Linked DNA regions of Mus musculus: region 2 is linked to region 1. Evidence: chromatin contacts called from public Hi-C data. All regions are on one chromosome and are shown on one strand. The core of a region is the stretch at or near the end of the contact, and the rest is flanking DNA. Distances in the headings are between cores, read along the strand shown. Region 1 holds the start of Hgd (homogentisate 1, 2-dioxygenase). Region 2 overlaps Nr1i2 (nuclear receptor subfamily 1, group I, member 2).

The links. A called contact is a pair of places that touch in the nucleus more often than the background predicts.
Region 2: a contact with region 1 is called in a Hi-C map of liver, with 6 times the contacts expected there. The contact joins the enhancer-like site here to the promoter of Hgd in region 1. A contact is called at or near these places in 3 of 39 promoter capture datasets (the 3T3-L1 cell line and liver) and 1 of 484 Hi-C or Micro-C datasets (liver).

Annotation. Positions count from the first base shown.
Region 1 is chr16:37,575,752-37,582,987 of GRCm38.p6, forward strand. It overlaps Hgd (homogentisate 1, 2-dioxygenase), which reads left to right and starts at 4,402. Exons shown (of 14, transcript NM_013547.3): 1 at 4,402-4,585. The coding sequence starts at 4,571.
Region 2 is chr16:38,284,933-38,292,168 of GRCm38.p6, forward strand. All of the region lies in intron 1 of Nr1i2 (nuclear receptor subfamily 1, group I, member 2), which reads right to left. Among named protein-coding and RNA genes, the nearest start is that of Nr1i2, 6.3 kb to the right of the region's middle. Within about 2 kb of position 2,654, at least 16 of the 459 cell types and tissues checked have an H3K27ac peak or open chromatin away from gene starts, as enhancers often do. A contact at or near this core is called in liver, where this site is marked.

The sequences.
Region 1 (7,236 bases), core at 3,152-5,651:
TATTTTAAAATTGGCTATAAACAGACAATGTGTAATATTCAGTAAAGTACATGGCTCCAGGAGCTGGGAGATGAAGCCTTTCCAATCAAGCCTCCAATTATTCCCTTTCAACACACACACACAAAAACCTAAGGTGTTGAATTATAGATCATTAGAGGTAATACTTAATAGTAAATGACTGATTTTTGAGTTCAGAAGTGAATAAAAAATTGCTTGCATTAATATCTATTTTCATGTGAGCAAAATTTTTAATGTGTAAAAGCACAAAAAAAAAACCAAGATTAAATGATACAATCTCGCAATTTCAGATGTAAGGGTAAGTATTTTCAGAGCTGCTACGGTGGCTTAACAGGTAAAGGTTCTTGCTGCCAAGCCTGACAATGGAATTTGATCTCAGGACCCGCATGGTAGAAGGAGAGAACATGCCTTAGGCCAGTGCTTTTTAACCTTCCTGATGCTGTGACCCTTTAATACAGTTCCTCATGTTGTGGTGACCCCCAAACACAAAATTATTTCATTGCTATTTCACTGTAATGTTGCTACTGTTAAGGTCATAATGTAAATATCTGATATGCAGGATATCTAATATGAGACCCCTTGTGAAAGGGTCCTATGGCCCCCCAAATGGGTCACTACCACCGGTTGAGAACCACCTCCTTAGGGTGTCCTTAGACTCCATAGCTGCACTGTGACAACCACCTCAGCAAAAAAATAAAATAAAATCCACTGAATATTTCTGTAAATTGTGTGCCTCATATTTAACAAGTTATCCAAAGAGGTCATGTTTCTGGCCACTAACCTAAAGAAGAACCTTACAGCCTGGGATCACATGCTGTGACGATTCTGAAAGTGCAGTTGGGGGCAGGGGAGAAGGCTGAGGGTTTGGGGGTTGGTTTTTGTTGTTTTTCTGGGTCAGGGGTCACACTGTGTTGCCCAAAGCCAGCCTCTGGAGCCTAGGTTAAAGCGAACCACCTGATTCAGTCTTCCAAGTCTCTCGGATGACATCCTCAGCACCATTTAGAATGCTTGCTTTTGATGCTTTCCTTTAGACCTTTTCTTGGGGATCTTCCAGGGAGAGTGCCGTTCCAACCTGCTAGATGAGAAAGCAAGGGGATGCCTGCGAGCTTCAAATCTTGCTTCTTGGCTCACATATCCCCAACATTGACAGTGTCATCCTTCCGCTGGGTGTGTTATTAAAAGTGGCTCTCCTATACAGCTAACCTCTGTGTCCTCTGCTTCAAGAATCTGCCCAAACACTCCTGTTCCTGGAAGGCTTCTCAGTAGGAGACACAACCCACTCCTAAGTTCAGCCACACTGCCCCACACACACTGCCCCTCCATTTCTGCCCCACATACAGTGTACTGACCCTCCATTTCTCTGTCAAATATATATATATATTTGCTTCGGTTAATTAAAATGGCAAGCCATTACACAAAGAATCAAGGTCATCCATACCTGTGTTTTGTTTTGTTTTGTTTTCATTATTCTCATCCGCTGTATGTTTACCTCACAATACCTGACATAGTAATTGCAAAGCAAATAATTTATTGAATCATTGTTATAAAAGTAGAAAAGGAAGGAAATTAAGTTAGCCTACATAGGAGAACTTCCTAAATCGTATTAATAGGTTAATCTTGATTTAAACATTTCCAGAAACCTAAATCAAATCTTATCCAGCCAGGCTTTTCTGATTCCTTTTGTCTTTCACGCAGGGAAACACTTTTTTTAAAATTTTACTTATTAATATTTATATAGGGTTTTTCAAGACAGAGTTTCTCTGTGTAGCCCTGGCTGTCCTGGAACTCACTCTGTAGACCAGGCTGGCTTCAAACTCAGAAATCCGCCTGCCTCTGCCTCCCAAGTGCTGGGGTTAAAAGGCATGTGCCACCACACTCGGCTGTGAAACACATAAACCTGCCTTCAAGCAGGCACTGTAGAAAAGCACAGCACCGAGGCTGTTCCCTGTCACTCATAGGCTCCTGTGTGTTGTCTTTTTAACCACCAGAGAAAGTTAGCAGTAGGTAATGAAGCTCCAAGGTTCTCATAAACTCAGGCATGCAAGAATTCCTTTCCTTGAATCTACTATGTTTCAAGTCTGTGTACTGTATAGTTAGCCTCAATAATACAGGGGTCTCCATCCACTACTAAGTTTGTATATAAAACCCAGAGTTTATATGCCATATAATGTCATATATCCGTGCACTGTGGTTCCCTGTAAGCTGCCTGCCAGAAATTAGTCCACGAGTTTGTACGTACATCCCTTATTTCTCTTAACATGCCCACGGGGCTGGCCCTCCATGTGGAAAACCTCATTCACAAGCAAACCATCGCATTGCAACTACAGTATGCCACAGTCCTGAGCTCTGAAGGTTGCTTAGTCCCACAATCTAAAGACATGAACTCAGATAGGCAGTCTGGATCCATTTTAGACCTGAACATATAATTTTTAGCTGTATGGTTAAATTATCTATACTGTTAATCAACCACTCCCAAACTCATTAATGTAGGGTATGCCATTCTGTTTCTTCCCAAGTCTTTCAGCCACCGAACTGGGCTGGGTTTACCTCATGGTTCTTTTGGTCTCACCTGGAATCAATTACATGTCTGCAGCCATCTGGTACCTGGATTGCCTCAACCACACGTGGCAGATAGGATGGGCTGTGGAGCTGCTGCCTGGCCCCTGGAAGCTAGTTCCACCTCTTTACATATTAGTCTGAGGTAGCAGGAAATATACACATATCTGTGCAATTTTTCAAGTCACTGTGTTATGTTTTTCAACATCATGTTTACCAAGATGCAGAGAAGAAAAAGGCTCCATCTCTTGACTCTTTTTATAGTGAGTCTCACTGTGTTGTTCAGGCTGGCCTTGAACTCAAAATCTTCTTGCTTCAGCCTCCCAAGCGCTGGGGTGGCAGGTGTATGCCACTGTGGCCAGCTAAAGATGCTATTGACAGAGGGAACAGTAAAGTTGTGTTCAAGGGGCACATAAGGGAGAATCTAGGCAATGTTTGTAGTTACTATGATGGTTTCTCGCTCCACCCCCTCCTTTACTCCTTCCTCTCTTTCCTTCCTCCCTCCCTCCTTCATTCCTTCTCTCTCTTTCTTCCTTCCCTCCATCCTGAGGTGTCCTACAGTAAGAAGTTACATGCCAGAGAACAGAAAAGTAAAGAGGTAAAAGGAAGCCATTTAAGCTCAAACTTCAAGATTAATCAGCAAAGAAAACCACTTTCATACTCCCCTTCTGTATGCTGAAGATCGGCCTTCAGTGGTACTCTACATCTGATTTTGGAACTAACCAATCAACCAATTGGTAGTCTCTGTGGCCTTGTATGTCCTGCCCTTCTTATCTATAGGCTCAGTGTGAATGCTTCCTATTTCTTTAACTCCAGATTTTATTGTAAAGCAGGAACAATGCTCTAGCTACTCTCTAGTGGTGTCATTCCTGTACTGGGGACTCTGTTCCAAGATGGGTCCTTTAACTCTTACAGATCAATAAGCCCTTTACTATCAGAACCCTCTAGTTGCAAAAGTCTGATTTATCATTCTCTTCTTTTTGCCCATTTGTTTACAAATTAGGATTTAGCTGCTGGAGAATCAGCTAAGTTGACTGACTCAGCTGTATTTCCTTCCTGTGCTGTCGAATCTGAGTTTGGAATAATAAAACCTACTTTGCAAAATTGTTTTTGTGGAATTAAATGAGGTAATGTCTGTGGGGGAAATCTGGCCTAGACTAGTCTCTCCGTATACGTTTCCTTCCTTGAACACCACCAGTCATAAAGTTGCTACTGTCCAGTGATAGCCATGAATGGCTAAGATAAGGGACAAGGGAGTTCAGAAGACAGCTGGACAGCAGTCTGCCTTCAGAGGAGTAAAGGCATTAGCAAACAAATGGCTAAAGAATTGTAAGCATACTGAACACATTCAAAACAAGTGACAGCAAACATCCCAGTTTACTTTAAATGCAACCAACATGAGGCTGTCAGCAGTTCATGATCTGGGAGCTGAGCTCATGCACAGGAGACAGTGGCAGAGAGCATCCAGTCCTTGTGCCCTTCTTCGGGCTGCTTGCACCAGGTCAAAGCACATTGCAGGTTTTTTTCCATGGGCACTGGATACTGGCCCTGCACCTTCCTGACCTGAGTCAGGACTAAGAGAGAATTCTCTGTTACATCTGGCAGGTGCTAACTCTTAGATAGCTTTACATCCTCTGCCTTTGGGGAAAAAAAGACTTCCTTAAAGTGGAACAAATAATTGGTCAATGTTTATATCAGGTGAAAGAGACCAGTTCCTGGGGAGGTGGAGGGAGCTCTCAGAAATGACCTGGGGTTAAAAAAAAGAAAAAAAAAAAAGGTTGTGCAAGAATTTCGATGTAAGCACATTGGACTTTCTAACTAGTTTCTAACTTGTGTGTCAGTTAAGCAACTCTGCCCTGAGTGACCTCCCGACCAAGGAAACACAGAGAACTGGTAAAAATCAACAACATCCGTCCAGAGAGGAGTTTTAAAGAGACACGGGAACATTGGTACCTCACAAACTCCTTGGCCTGGGTCTCCCTCCAGCAGAAGGGAAATGGCAGAGTTAAAGGTAAGAAACCATCTGGCTGGATTTGGATTAAGACAGGAGAGTGTTCTAGGGGAGGGGTGTCACTTAACCTGGACGGAACATCAAGCCCCAACACTAGAAAAAGAAAGGACAGAAAAGAAATGGGGAGAAAGGAAGGAAGGATGGAAGAGCTGGAATGAAGAGATGTCTGACAGGTCTATTAGCCTTCTTCAGCAAGAATGTGTGGGGTTTCCTGGTGTCAGAGTTGAAAAAGACTTGTGGGTTGGGGGCTATAGAGATGGCTTGGTGGTTAAAATACTCTCTGCTCTTCCAGAAGACCTGAGTTCAGTTCCCAGAACCCATTCAGCAGTTCACACTCCAGGTCCAGGGGCTCTGACACCCTCTTCTAGCCCTGTGGCTTCTGTAGGCTCATGTTAATGTACACACACACACACACACACACACACACACACACACACACATACACGAAGGAGCTCAGCCTAAACCCCGTGATCAGATACTGCACCACAATGGTAGTAGATGTGATTGAGCTGAGGTGACAAGCAAGAGGTGACAAAAAGCAGTAGCATCCTTGCCTTTGTTAAGTCCTAATATTGTCGTGTGGATCTGAGAACCTATTAAGAGCTCACCTTCTAAATGGATGCATGCATTTCTCCCTGGGTCTCCTTGCCCACTGCTCTCTATCATCCTTGCGGCTGCACCCTCCTGGACTGCTTCATGCCAGCCAGCTCAGTGTGCTTCATCTACTTAGCCATTTGGTAGTCCAGACTCAGCTTTAGACAGTACTTTTTATTTAGCGTGCCATTGAGAAGAATTAGTAGGCCACGTGCTACATGTGCTAGGTGTTTTAAGGGTCCATTAGCATTCTAAACCTAGTGAGTACATGCTTTTTTTTTTTTTTTTTTCTATTTTAAACCAATAAGGAAAGCAAGGTTCATAGAGACAAGGGGACTCATCCAAGGTCCCTACTGGTAAATGGTGGAGGCCGTAGTAGAAGTCAAGAGTTTGAATTGCAGGCCCCCAAAAGAGGGTTGGTGGCACCTGCTAGGTTGGACCTTTGGGTCAGGGAAAAGAAGTGTGTCCCCAGTGTCTAAAACTCTTCCTAGTGCTCAATGTATACGACCATAACTAGAATGCCCTGGCACATTGGCTCAAGCTGAGTAGGGCAGGCAGGAATTGAACATGGCCAGGAAGCCTTTCAGTAAAGGCTGGGATGGTAAACCTAGAGGGTCCCTAATTAGTAGATACCGTGAAGGTGCTAAACTCCCGAATAAGGAGTTTTTCTCCTTTGTTTTCACATCAGATTTAGAGTTAGCTTTCATTCAGTGTTAGTTTGTGACACAGCAGTCAACACAGCCTGGGAAGGGAAAAACTTCTCAAAAGAAGCTGTTACTGGGTGAAGTGACAAAGGATTAGTTAGACCAGAGGAAAGGCCTGTGTGAAGATGCATAATACACAGAAAGATCTGTGAATCCCAGGAACCTAGTATTTCAGCTGTCTTGGAGCTGCTGCACGGATGGAGGTGCCCAAGAGGGGACCGATATGTAGATGAGAATCGAGGGGGAAGTGGGCATAGATAATGGGGACCATTATGCCAGTTGAAGATGTGGAGGAAGGAGAATTCATAATAGTTTTTGTTTTCTGATGGAAATCCTAAGAGGAAGTTCATCAAGGGAGGAAACATCCTTACCATTTATAAATAAATCATATCTAAAATCCTGTCCTGCCGCAATTTTTAAGCAACTTATTATGCAAACGCTACCACATGCAAATGGCATGCTGGCCTTTGTTCTCAGTTTCAAAGGCTTGCCCAGCCTGCTGTCTAATCTCCATAAGGAAAGGTTATTTCAGAGGTCAGAAATCTAAATACAGAAAGCCAGATCAAAGCAGACCCATCCCAATCAATAAACATTATAAAAATTTAGCATCTTTCATTCCTTCCATCATTTCAATGGCTATGTCAACCTCTCGTGAAATCATATTTACATAAAATCACAGCTAGAGAAAGAAAAGTCAAAAGCTAAAACAATTGCATCATGTTTAAAATGAATTTGTTACATTCTGGACTACATCACTTCTGTTTGACCATTCCTCAAATAAAAAGCTGGTTTCACATGTGGACTTCGGGCCCCACCAGCAAACCCTTGACTCACTAGATTGGGTCTGAAATGATTCTTACTGTGAGAGGACCCATTGACCTATGGTTTCCTGTTGGGTTACACCAAATTGCCATAAACTTACTGGGTTAAAACAGCACACTCTTCCTGCACTTTGGGAAAATAGATATTTGAAATCAGTCCCACCGGGGCCAGCCTCAAACTGTGAGCATGGTTGTGCTTGTCTGGGGGGCTCTGAAGATTTCTCTGGTTTCAGTTTCTAAAGAGTCCACATTTCTTGGCTCTCAGCCCCTCCTTTATCTTCAAAGCCCCTCCTTTATCTTCAGATCTCTGTAGATTACCTTCTACCTTGGTCCTAACAAAACATGTGAGATTACATTTCGAGTGCACTCAATCTAGAATCTCACCACCCCCAAAGCTGCTTCTGTATTTCTATCTGCAAAAGGAATACATCTGTTCACCTTTCCAAGTTCATTCCAAGTTATGTTGGAACAACTGGAAAACTACCTCAGGCCTTGGGTGAGGCAGCCAGAGGTCAGGGAGCCCTTCCTTAGA
Region 2 (7,236 bases), core at 1,404-3,903, 710 kb after region 1:
ATGATCATTACGTGGCACGCCTTTAAAAACAAACCCAAACCCCAGAAACCTAGAAGTACATCACTTGCCAAAAGGGACCAGAAAAGATGTTCAGCCTCTTTATAATCATTAGAAAAAATTGCAAATCAAAGCTTTAACACAGTACTGCCCCGAGTTTGTTAGGATGGTAGCTATCTCAGCAGATAAAAGACATTGGCAATGGTGCAAGGCAACCAAGGTCCTTGTGACCTGCTGGTGCAGTGTGAAATGGTACAGCCAGTATTTTAAAAATAAATGGCACGATAGTTCTCAAACAATGAATAATGGAGTTAATATATTATCCGCTTCTAGGTCTAAGTAAAGACAACTGAGGTTGGAGTCTTGAAGAGACGTTTCCACAGCCTTGAGCACAGTAGCTTTGTTCAGCAGACCCAAAAGGTGGACGGAATTCATGTCATCACCAGATTGATGGTGGGCCTCTGAGGATTTGCCTTTAGTGGTAGAGCCCTTGCCTCAATTGTACAGGGCTCTAGGGAACACCCTTAGCATCACCAGGAACACTAATGATCCCTTCGGAGAACTGACCAACAAAAGGATGAAGTACTAGCTAACCCCTAAAAGGAAGTCAGTCCTACAATCCTACAATGGGCTATCATGTGTTATAGTACCATGTACTGTAAGGTGCTACCGTGTGCTATAGTACCGTGTGCTGTAAGGTGCTACCGTGTGCTATAGTACCATGTACTGTAAGGTGCTACCGTGTGCTATAGTACCGTGTGCTGTAAGGTGCTACCGTGTGCTATAGTACCGTGTACTGTAAGGTGCTACCATGTGCTATAGTACTGCGTGCTGTAAGGTGCTACCGTGTGCTATAGTACCGTGTACTGTAAGATACTACTGCTTTGAGGACAGTATGCTAAACCAAAGGCACCAACTGCCAAACAAACCATGTGTGGTTTTTCTTTAAGTGAGACGAACACATAGCCAGACTCAATGAAACAGCAAGCATTTAAATAGCTGCAGGGGAAAGGAATGGGAGGCGCTTCATGGACACACAGATCTGATGTCACAGGATGACGAATCTGGAGAGGGATTGCACAACAACGTCAATACGCTTCCCATTACTGAACCACACTAAATTGTTAAGGGCAGATTCAGGGAGAAGGGCAGTCATTGCCCTCAGTTTGTGTACCCCCGATGACCCTACCAGGTTCCAGTGCGTAGTTCCAATCTCATGGCCAAATAGACAGCCCTGGTTAAACTAAATGGGCCACAAAGCCAAACCTGAAAGATATGTCTCTGGGAAAGGGGCCGACAGGGATGGGGGGGCGTTCCTGGGGAGGGAAGGAAATAAAAGACAGGTTAGGACGGGGAATAAAATATGTTATATGCATATATGAAATGTGAACAAACAAAACTGAGGGTGTGGCTCTGTGTAGAGGTTTGCCTACCATGAGTGACACCCTGAGTTCAAATGTAGCATTGTTAAAAACCCAGAAATTATTATAATAAAAATGTATGAGTATGTTTAACCTTATTTAAATGTAAAAAAAAAAAGGAGAAGGTGGAGGAGAGGGAGAGGAGGAGGAGGAGAAGGAGAAGGAGAGGAAAAAAAAAAAACCCTTTACAAGGAAAATCTATATATTGATCTGGTTTAAGTATCCTGCCTTGTGCACAGATGGAATCGTCCAGAACAGGGAAGCCAGAGAAGCAGCCTGGAGGAGCGAGGAGCTGGAGTTCAGTGCAGAGCATGTGGGATCTACAGGCAGCCAAGGTCATCCAGCCGTTTGTATCTGAGAGGCATGGATTTTGAACTGTGTCAGAAAGCCGTGTGTGGTTGGAGCCTGGACCTTAAGATGTCCCACCTTCCTTGTTACATTGTATCCCACTGTTTACAGTAATCTAGAACTGGGCTGAACTCCAGGGACTGCTGTGCTAGCTTTAGTGAACAGCCAGTCAGTCACCTGGGAGCTTCTCAGCTGGCTCAGGTCTGGGCTCTGGGCTCTGGGCTCTGGGCTCTGGGCTCTGGGCTCTGGGCTCTGGGCTCTGGGCTCTGACAGGCTCCTTGTGGCACTGATGCTGCAGGTGTACCTGCCATTCTGGGAGAAAAGGACAGACCTTGGAAATCTGACTAACAATGGTACACAAAAGGATGTTATGGAGATGGCTGCTCTGATAGCACATCTTTCAATAGTTGCGAGAAATGCACTTTGTAACTGTTTTTTAAAACCAATATACAAAGAAATATACAAAGCCCATGAAGAGGCTGTGCAAGTGCACCGGTCTCCCAGTGAGTAGTGACTAAAAATGTCCAGTCCAGATCACTGAGACTATATGAAGGAGACTACAAAACTTGAAAAGGAGATAACAGTCTAAATGAAGGCAGAGGAGAACCGACAAAGGAACTGTGATGGTACGACAGAAACTAACGGAGACAGCAGGTTATATGCATGCCTGTATAAATGACGAAACCGCAGAGTGTAAATAAAACAAAAACCAGGGGAAAATTGTATTTGATGACCAAAGTGGGGAAGTTGAACTTACTTAGAGAACTACCAACTTTGTCTAACAAGAGGAGAAGCTTGGTAAATGTATTGGCTAACATTTACACAGGCTTTTGCTGTTTACAAAATGATTTCAAAATCATGACTTCACGTAGAGATGTCTGTGGCATGGGCAGGGCAGGGTTTATCCCCAGATGGACAGAACAAGGAATGAGGCACACTGAGGGGCTCCGAGGTGTGCCTGGGTTAGTGAAGGCGCCCAGAGGCTGGACTTCTCCCCTGACCCCACTTATGTGATAATCTGTACTTTAAATGGATAGTCACAAATTTCACGGAAGAAGATTTGTTTTGAAATGGTTTAAGTATTATAAACAAAGCACTCCTCCCCCTTAGCCCTGGTATGGAGGTGACCTCCAAAGGTCACTTAGATAGCAAACCCCAAGTCATGCATCCTAACAGAACTGAGCTGCTATCAATGAAAGCTGGCCTTTGTGCTTCCTGGCCTCAGTCAACAGATGGGAGAGGTCAGATGGCTTGTGACTGCCTGGATCTGGGTGAAAGCTGGCATGGCTGTCAGTACAAGTACACCCTGTACCCCTGCCCAGTATCTAACAGGTAACCGCGGTCTCTGACCTAGTGCCTATCTCTACGGGCATGCATGCTGCCACAACACCCATGGATTCACACTTCAACCCCTCAGAGAGACTGAGAGTTAGTTTGTGCTCCCATGGGAGCTTCAATTTGCTTCTTTGCCTCATGTTTCAGAGGGAAACTATTCTCTGCGTGTTCTGGGAGTGCCGGAGGTGTGTGGGGTGGGTGGGTGAACAGGTTCTAGGGAACAGGGTATTTTTCCCAGCCTCCTCCAAACAGACCACATGGGAGGTCCCATATGCAAAAGAGGCCTCACTGACACCCCAGGTCCAGAACCAACATCTGGAGTGGCTCTGAGACTGAGTACTGGTCATGGCAGCCCCGTCACTCCTGCTAATGTCATCCTTTCTCTATTTCTGTACCCATCCACCTTGGAATAAGCCACCTAACTGAGAAAGTCCATTCACTGCGAAGATGAAAACCCTTCAACTATTTCTCCCAGAGGCACCGAAGACTGTTGAGCTGGAAGCAGTTACAAGGGAGGAAATGCTGCCCTTTCCTGCTGATTACAGCTCGTTCGGGGAATCACAGAAACCAAAGGTCTTCTCCTTGCTACTCCCTTCTACCTCCTGCACAGACAGACAGACAGACAGACAGACAGATGCACACATGAGCGCACACACACACACACACACACATGGGAGGGGGAGGGAGGGAGGAAGGGGAGGAGAGGGGGAGTGAGACTCTAAGAGAGTCTAAAAAGCTTTGCTAAAACTCAACACCCACTCAGGATTTTTAAATTCTTGGTTAATCAGACAAGGACTTCATGAGCTCCATGCATGGCATTTTCTAGAAATCTCTATACACAGACAAGCTTCTCATTAAAGTGAAAATCCAGGTTTTATAACTAGTACCACACAGAAAGGGTTATTTCCTCCAGACCTGGAGCCTGGGATGGTACAGGGACATTGGAAGCAGAAGGGTTAAGGAGGCGTGGTAGATGAGGTCATGGCCTTCAGCATGAACCAGGATGCCCTCGGGGTCATTGCCTGCCTCGGTTTGATGCCACAGAGGCCAGCACAACAGCTCAGGGCCTCTTCTGGTGTGGCTCCAGGTGAGGTAAGAAGAAATAGCTGCGTTGAGAATTCCTGACAAACCCACAATCACACTGGCTTGAGTTCCAGTTTATGCCACGTGTGTTCCATGACTGACTCCCAAGCTAACGGTGGATCCCCTCAGTGCTGAAATCCTCTAGAGGAAAGCCGAGTCAGCCCCATGGTCAAAAAATTCCACAGAGGGGGCCAGGAAACAGGAATTTACAGCATGACATTAACCTTAGGAACAAGGCAAGAATGTTGCATTTCTAGGTGCAGCACTCCTTAGAATTCTAGCATCCAGGGCTGGGGGAGATGGCTCAGTGGTCAAGAGCACTGGCTGTTCTCCTAGGGGACCTAGGTTTGATTCCCAGTGTGTCCACATAGCAGTTCACAAACATCTGCAGTTCCACTTCCAGGGAATTCAGTGCCCTCTTCTGCCTCCGCGGACATCAGACACACACGTGGTGCAGAGACAACAGGCAGGCAAGACAACCACACCAATAAAAAGAAATCTCAAAAACCAAGCAAAGAAGTATGGTATACGGACCATTCGATAGAGCACATCAACCCAAGACTGTTCTCTGTCACAGATATTGTTCATTTTATGCATGATGGCCATGAAAAAAAAACAGTAAGAAAAAAATTAAGCTATATAAGAAAAGGAAGAGGTAAAAATCTACTGTACATAAAAAATATGACTTTCTATCTAGAAATCCCAAAGGTATCTATTGCAACCCTTAAGAGAATTTGATACAGTGCCCAGATAAAACAACTAAAAACCAAACAGATCTCCAGGAGAAAAGTTTGAAAATATGAGATCCATAGTAGGATAGGCTCAGGAGCAGGGTCTAAGAAGACAATTATTTTACTGTGGTAACAAGCGTAATGTTTCAAATGAGTCAGGGAACGATCAACCCTTTCTAGACTAATTCGTTGAAATAATCGCATGTGAACTATAAACCTAATTTTAAGTCATAAAAGTTTGCTAAAATACCTTCTTAATTCTAAAGGCTGAAAAAAAAGTCTCCTTAAATAAGCTTATCAGAGCAAGACCAAGAGCAGGAAACAAGTCCTCCTGTGTCGAGTCAATGGAAGGATGCTAGCAGTCAAACAAGTGACACAGAATATGACTCCGGCTAAATAAAGGATTAGCTCCATGTACAAGCAACAGGCTCCTTTGAATGAGGAAAATGGCTCAGTACAAGATGAGCTAAGGCTGGGCACAAAGCCACATACTTGTGGTGCCAGCATTTAGGAGTCAGAGGCTGGGAGGTCAGGAGTTGAAGGCTAACCCTAGCTACAGAGCAAGTCTGAGGCCAGCCTGGGTTACATAGGACCCTGTTTCAAAAAACTGAACAAACAAAAAAGATGATCTCAGGATATAAATAGGCAACTTAAGAAAGAGGAACATATTATAAAATTATAGAAAAAGAACACTCAGCTGGGTCTAGAGAGATGGCTTTAGAGGGTAAGAGCATTGACAGCTATCACAGGGGACCAGAGTTTGGCTCCCAGCACCCATGTGGCAGTTCACAACCACTGGGAAACCAAGTCCCAGGACACTCAATGCTTCTGATCATACGGACTCTGGGATCAGACACATAGCCAAAAAATTAAATATTTTTAAAAGAATGTCCTTCATCTTATACTCAAGGAAACAGAAATCTGCATTCATTGCTATTCTATTCACAATGTCTAGGAAATGGTAATGGCTTAGGTTTCTCCCAACTGAGGAATAGAAAATGTGGTACACATACATAGTGAGATATTCCTCAACTGTAAAGAAAAATGAATCCTGCAGGGAAATGGATGTAGCAGAAGTAATCGTTCTGAATGAGGAAAAGACAAAGCCTGCAATTTGTCCCCCATATGTAGATGCTAGCTTTGAATATTTAGATGCACGTGTTTAAGTTGGGGAGCCTATAGAAGGCAGAAAATTAGTAAGGGGGAATGGAAGAGGGATTTCAAGGAAAGGGGTTAGAACACAGTGTATGAAGGGAATGGGGGAATAATGGAATAGGAAGGGTTAAATGGGGTACAAGCTGGGAAGGCAGGATGGAGGAGAGGGCATGGGGAAGGATAACCGACTCTAAAAACCTTTGGAAAAGTCATATGGAAACATGCAGTGAAAGCTTCCTAAAATATGTGTGTATATTAAAGGAGTTTAAATAGAGCTGCCCTATAGCGGGAGAAGAGGAAGGACAATGGCTTTCCCTGGGCACCATGGGCTAGAATGTAAAAATCCCAGGGCTAGGTGTGGGCTACTTGTATTCAAGTTGTTGGTCAAGGCAGTTTCACAGCTCTTCCCCCAAACATACAAGCTGTTGCCATTGCTCTTGGTTTCTCCCTAGGATTTGATGGTAAAACCCTAGAGCCACAGACACTAGCCTAGGTCTGTATATCATAAGACACGGAAGAATCGAGCTAGTGCTGACCAGGAAATGTCATCCCTACTGCATAGCTTTAGTGGTGCTGAAACACGTAATCAGGGGAGAAGAGGCATCCGCAGCCCTGCCCTGCAAGTGAACCAGCCCTTCAAGCTACCATAAAGATGAGTCTGGCAGAGAATGCACTCTGCTCAGTAGTGGCAGGGATGTTACGGGAGTGAGCAACAACTTTCTAATCGGATTAAAGGTCCACCTCACAAGGCACAAGTCAAACCTGGTACCACTAACTGGGCCAAAACTCCATGGCTGACCTTGGAGGAGAACCTAATATTACCATTCTGCTAAGTAGACACACTGTTAAACTGAACCCTAACTTCTTAGCTTCACACCCATAGACTATTGTATCCTTCGACCCTCCTCAGGGAAGGCTTTTCCATGCAGTGCCACGTGATTGATACAGAGGCTCACAACTGGTCAACATACAATAATAAGACAGCAGAGTGCTCGGCTCTAAATGAACAGCCACATCTCCCTTCTTCCTTCAAGGCATCTTTACAGAAGAGGGTGGCAGAAAGGCTGTAAGAACACATGGCGTGCATTCACTGATATGTGAATATTAGCCCCAGAGCTCCAAATAACCAGGATACAATTCACAGACCACATGAAGCTCAAAAGGAA